Regions from separate parts of the Sus scrofa genome. Here region 2 is linked to region 1. Evidence: chromatin contacts called from public HiChIP or PLAC-seq data. All regions are on one chromosome and are shown on one strand. The core of a region is the stretch at or near the end of the contact, and the rest is flanking DNA. Distances in the headings are between cores, read along the strand shown. Region 1 holds the start of PSRC1 (proline/serine-rich coiled-coil protein 1). Region 2 holds the start of SARS (serine--tRNA ligase, cytoplasmic).

Region 1 (2,700 bases), core at 96-2,595:
CCTCTCGACTGACGCAGAAAACAAACCGAACACCATGCCCACACGTTAGAGAGAAGGAGACTGGGCAAAGCCCCCACGTCTGAGCCAGAGCCACAACCCCAACCCTGATGTCCCTGCTGGCTGTGAGATCTACCTGATGAGACACCTGGTTCTATGAGGCCTTCAGCATTTTCTGACATTGGAAATTATGTCAGGATGAAGATGCGGCAAATCTACTTACCCTTCTACTTAACACCCTGCAATCTCATTCCAGCTTATCCCTTCTCCCCTCCCCCAGTCGTGTCACAAGGGGCCCAAGTCAACCAGCTACCCAGAATCCTCAGTGCACCCAATCTTGCTAAATTCCCAATCCAGACCCGAGGCCAGTAAAAGTTAAAGACAAGCATTGTGGAAGCAAAGTAAGTAGGATAAAGAGTCTACTACCTGTCAGATGGTGACAGCCCCCCAAAGTCCAAGGTCTCATCCACTATAAACTTTACATCTGTAGGGGAGGAAAGAAGAAATACAGCCTTGGGTCCCAAACACGGCTCTCAATCACAGGGCCTCATTCTTCCCTCCAGGGTTTCCTTACCTTCTTCTAAACCTTCCATGTTCCAGAGAAGCAAGAATCAGCTTAGACTTGAGCTGGAGAGAAAAATACCTCCCCTCAGGTCTCCATTCTGCCCAAGGCCTCCCAGCTAGGCCCAGCTAGGCTGCAAGGGGTCGTGCTTGGAGGTGAAGCAAGCATCCCGAGAGCAGCACTTGCTCCAGTAAACCACCCCTGTTATCTCCGGGACAGGTCCAGACACGTACCTCCACACTCCAATGTCCCTGCGCACGGCGGCCCCCGCCCCCTGCGACCCGACCTCTCCTCGCAGGGCGGTCTACGCCCCCCCATCTCCCTCTCCGCGACCATTCTCTGGTTCTTCCTCTCTCCAAGCCACCTTTCTACTCCCCGCGGCACCACATCCCTTCCACGCCGGCAGCCCACCCTATTTCTACTTTCCGTTCCGCCTCACCTCCTGCGGAAGGTGCTTTCCTTCCACAACCTAGTCCCGGGAATCAGCTCCGAGGGGGCGGGGCTCCTTTCGAATCTCTCAGGCCCCACCCTCTCCTACCATGCGCACTCATGATTGGTGGCGGCCAGCATCTCCCGCCCTCGTGGGGCGGGGCGGCGGAGGGGGCCGCCGGCCGGAAGTCTGCAGGTGGGAACCAGGCGAAGAGCCGTTCCAAGAAAGGCTCCATCCGGAGAGCTAAAGCCGGGAGGCCTGGAGCAGGGAGGCCGCGAGCGCGCGCGCGCGCGAGCGGGGAAGACCTCTCAGGGCTACCCTCCGGGAGCGGGGCCTGCGAGGGGCGGGACCTCGCGGCGGCGCGCGAGGGAACGGACCAATGAGTGAGAGCCTCGCTCCCGGCCGGCCCCCCCCCCTTCTCCGCCCCCTCCTCGTGCTGGGCGGGGCTGGGTTCTGACGCCCCTCACGGCCGTCGGCCCCAAAGCTAACGCTCTGCCTGAGGAAGTTCGTCCGGGGGCTCTTTTCGGAAGCGCCGTGGTAGCCAGGGCCCTCAGTTGTGATTTTTTCCAAGTTTACGGAAGCAACCAAACTTTATACCTTAGGTATACTGAGGTTCTCTAAGAAGTACATCTTCCATCGACTTTTTAGGCAAGAACTTTAGGAACCTGTGGCATCTTGAGGTATGAAGAAAACAGGCTTTTCAGACAGGGAAGTTTGGCTTCAGATGCAACCGTGGCTCCTCTGTTGACAAGTATATGGAGCATATTTGACCTGGCAGCGTTTATATTTGACCCCTCGCTTATCTAGGAGGATCGTGGCCGTCACAGTAGGACATGGTTAGGAGGATAATTATGAACACACCATGTTTTATACCTTGTGCCTCGGAGGCTTTTGAGGGTAGTGTTGGTGACTTGCTTCCTCTAAATTAAAAGCTGTGTTTGTAAAAAAGCTTAGGCCTCCTTATTAGGGATTTTCTTTGTTGTTTCCAAGGGTTGCCTGTGAATAGACTGGGCTACCAGTTAACTGAGCTTCTTAGAAAGGTTCTAAACATTTTAAGTTAAAAGGCCCTGGAAGAGTGGTTGAAGAGCTTTCTCGAAAACAAAGAGCCTGAGCTTTTAGTCTCCAGAGTTTATGACCATTATAGGCTTTCTGTTTACCTCTTAGTTTTTAGTTGTCAAGTTCAGGTGGTGAGGTTTGCAGGAGTGAGGTGTTACTGTGAGAAATGCCACAGGAAGCAGAGCAGCCTTGGAATTTAGTGGCTTGATAAGGGAAAGGGTGGGGAGGCTGAGAAGTTGCAAGTTGATGTGAGGAAGAGCTCAGAGAAGAGGCTTGCCTCTTTTTCCATAGGTTTTCTGCTGAAGGTGGAATTTTAATTGCTTGTAGGGCTCAGATTGTTTGGAGGTGGGAAAACCTGTGCCAGTAGCTCCCCTTCTCTCCTGGCAGGTAGTGGCAGGTGGAGATCAGAGGGAAAGAAACTCTTAATTAACTGCATTCCTTTTTCCCCTAGGAGCAGCGAGCCGGAGTAGGGAAATCCTTCACCCACCTTCAGGTAAGTGGAGGAGACAGTTTTAGCAAACAAAAGTTTCTCTCTCCTAAGGAAATTCATCTCTAATTTTTTTTTTTTTTTTTTTTTGGTCTTTTTGCTATTTCTTGGGCCGCTCCCGCGGCATATGGAGGTTCCCAGGCTTGGGGTTGAATTGGTGCTGTAGCC
Region 2 (2,991 bases), core at 478-2,977, 61 kb before region 1:
GTGGCGAAGGCCAGCAGCTGTAGCTCGGATGCGACCCCTAGCCTGGGAACTTTCATACGCTGTGGGTGCAGCCCTAAAAAAAAAAAATTTTTAAAAAGTCCTGTGATTCTAAGCTGATAAATGAAATACGCTATTATATTATTCTGTTATACTTATCAGCAACATGAACATTGTAAGGGAAGATGTCTGTAATCTCATGATAAGACTAATGTTGAAAATTCTTAAGGAAGTTTGGAGCAGTCAGGATTTTAAGGCCATCCTTCCAGTTATGCTGATGACCTTCTTAAAGGATTGGCCCAGTGCCTTCCTCCCCTAGACACTGTGGGCACTATGAGTACTGTGCAGCCCCAGCAGCACCCATCACTGTTTTGAAACTGAGCAAACAACACATGCTGGCAATGCCTTCACTGATATGGAAGCAGTCAGCTCCCACCACAGACTTTGAGAAGATTTCAAGGAACCCGACCCTTTGAGGACAGTCTTCTTACATGCTTTCTTCAGAGACTGTAGCTCCTGACACTTTCTTTCCACTGATTTTAAATCTAACAACCTAGGCAAGCAGAATCTAGGGGGGGAAACCCAGACAACTCCTCATGTGTCCCTCTAAAAGATCATTCATGCTTCTCCAACCCTGTGGGTTTTTTTTTGTTTTTGTCTTTTTGCTATTTCTTTGGGCCACTCCCGCGGCATATGGAGGTTCCCAGGCTAGGGGTCGAATAGGAGCTGTAGCCACCGGCCTATGCCAGGGCCACAGCAATGCGGGATCCGAGCCTACAACCTACACCACAGCTCATGGCAACGCTGGATCGTTAACCCACTGAGCAAGGGCAGGGACCGAACCCGCAACCTCATGGTTCCCAGTCGGATTCGTTAACCACTGCGCCACGACGGGAACTCCAACCCTGTGTTCTTAAATGTAGGTAAAGGGACAATCCAGTTCACCAAATAAGCAACTTAATAAAGGTATCTTTGGAGTTCTTCTGTGGTACTATGGGTTCAAGATCCAGCATTGTCACTGCAGTGGCTTGGGTTGCTCCTGTAGTGCAGGTTTGATCTCTGGCCCAGGAACTTCCACATGCCACTGTCCTGGCCAAACAAAAACAAAAACAAAAACAAAACAAAACAAAACAAAACACCGCCACCACAACAAATTTAAAAAGGAAAAAGAAAAGTATTCTAACTCAGGCAGGAGAGGAGGAATCTTGAGCTGAGGTAATCTGGGGACTAAAATGTGTAGGCACACTCAAGTCTCAAGATGGAGAAGAGAGTAGAGGTTCAGGGAGAGAGTCCAACCTTAGGACCCAAACTTCTACAGTCCAAACAGGCATTTATCGGAGGTGCCAGCTTCCAAGCCAGTAATTACACTAAAAGGCCTCTGCCTCGCCTTAGGTGTGCCCTTTAACATAAGGAGGAAACAGGCACTCACTTTTCTTTCATAGGGCAAACAAGAGCCCCTGCAGAGCAAGACAATTGATGAGAAAGCACAACACCTCCAACAAGCGGACCCGACCTGGACACAGCTCGAGAGGCCCGCGTCCACCTATCCCGCCCTCCTCCCGCGGCCCCGCCCTCCTCCCGCGGCCCCGCCCTCCTCCCGCGGCCCCCCCCCGCCCCGCCTCCTCCCGCGGCCCCGCCCCCCCCCCGCCCCCCCTCCTCCCGCGGCCCCGCCCTCCTCCCGCGGCCCCGCCCTCCTCTCCGCGGCCCCGCCCTCCTCTCCGCGGCCCCGCCCCCCACACAGCAGCTTCCGGCGAGAGGCGGGGCGTCCGCACGCTCTGCTGCGCCTGCGCGGGAAGGGCGGGCCGGCGCGCCGGGGTAGTGAGTCGGTCTCGCAGACTGCTGTGGCCCGAAGTGCATTTCCCTTAGTGTTGGTCCAGGAGGAGGAAAGATGGTGCTGGATCTGGATTTGTTTCGGGTAGATAAAGGAGGGGACCCAGCCCTCATCCGAGAGTCGCAGGAGAAGCGCTTCAAGGACCCAGGACTAGTGGATCAGCTGGTGAAGGCAGACAGCGAGTGGCGACGATGTAAGTACAGAGACTCGCGGAGTATCCCTGGATCCTAACCCCAGCTACATCTCTCGGATCTCGATACTGCTCCTGAGGCCATAGCTTCCACCCCTTGTCAGACCCCCTCCTAGGTTTCGGTGGCTCGGAAGCTCTCCCTATCACCCAGGGAGCCGGGACGGTCCCCACCTTTCCCTTCCCCCGGGGCGGTAAGACCTCCCTTCCCGGCGTGCGGGGCGCGGATCCCTGCTCCTGAGTCTGTGGGAAAAGAGCATGGCGCATGCGCGTTAAGAGCTGTCAAGCCTTCCGGCCGCAAGGGTAACCCAGAGAAAGTCGGGGCAGATTTTGTTGGGTAATGGGGGAGATTGCTCCCCTTTCCTAACACTTCTCTGTTTGGTCGCCTCCGGTCTTTTTATCTTCAGCAAAGCCAGAGTGGTCCCTATTTTGATAGACTCACAGGCTCCAGTCTGAGTCACATCTGCAGCGCAGTAGGTTCACTCCTCCCATATTGGAGGCATTTGGGGATTTTGGAGGCCGCTACTGGCTAAAAGCAGTGATCGCAGAGCTTTGGGGAAGGCAATCCCCCTGAACTGTGGGCAGTCCTTTAAGAACCGACCATGGGCTTCCATGGTAGATCAGACGTGGGCAGAGGGATGCGGTGAAGCAAGAAAAAACTCGTAATTACTGAGGCTGTTTAATTGTGATTTGTGGAAGTTTTCCGGAATAGACGTTGATGGAGTTGGGCTACAACCTGGAACTGATCCGGACATCTTTCGTGAGGCTAAATAAAACCATAGCACCCTCTGCCTATCAATCTTTGCCTAGATTAGTTGGAGTAGTCACTAATTGGCCGGATGCTGTCAAACACGTGGTTTATTTTGTCTGATGCAATAGGTCTGCAACCCGCTGAAACCCAGGTTTATGACGGCGCCCTGCAAAGTCAGTCACTGTCCCAAAAGGTGATGGATTTCTCTTAGGAAAGTTGATTTCC

Evidence for each region. HiChIP or PLAC-seq counts read pairs in DNA pulled down with a chosen protein or histone mark.
Region 2: a contact with region 1 is called in an H3K27ac HiChIP or PLAC-seq map of alveolar macrophages. The contact joins the promoter of SARS here to the promoter of PSRC1 in region 1. A contact is called at or near these places in 1 of 47 Hi-C or Micro-C datasets (embryonic fibroblasts) and 1 of 2 datasets of contacts at active chromatin or transcription factors (alveolar macrophages).

The regions. Positions count from the first base shown.
Region 1 is chr4:110,811,954-110,814,653 of Sscrofa11.1, reverse strand. It overlaps PSRC1 (proline/serine-rich coiled-coil protein 1), which reads right to left and starts at 1,345. Exons shown (of 8, transcript XM_013997292.2): 1 at 999-1,345; 2 at 572-624; 3 at 424-481; 4 at 1-8. The coding sequence starts at 590. It overlaps LOC110260358 (a long non-coding RNA gene), which reads left to right and starts at 1,403. Exons shown (of 4, transcript XR_002343531.1): 1 at 1,403-1,669; 2 at 2,497-2,538.
Region 2 is chr4:110,873,448-110,876,438 of Sscrofa11.1, reverse strand. It overlaps SARS (serine--tRNA ligase, cytoplasmic), which reads left to right and starts at 1,727. Exons shown (of 11, transcript XM_001925670.7): 1 at 1,727-2,021. The coding sequence starts at 1,886.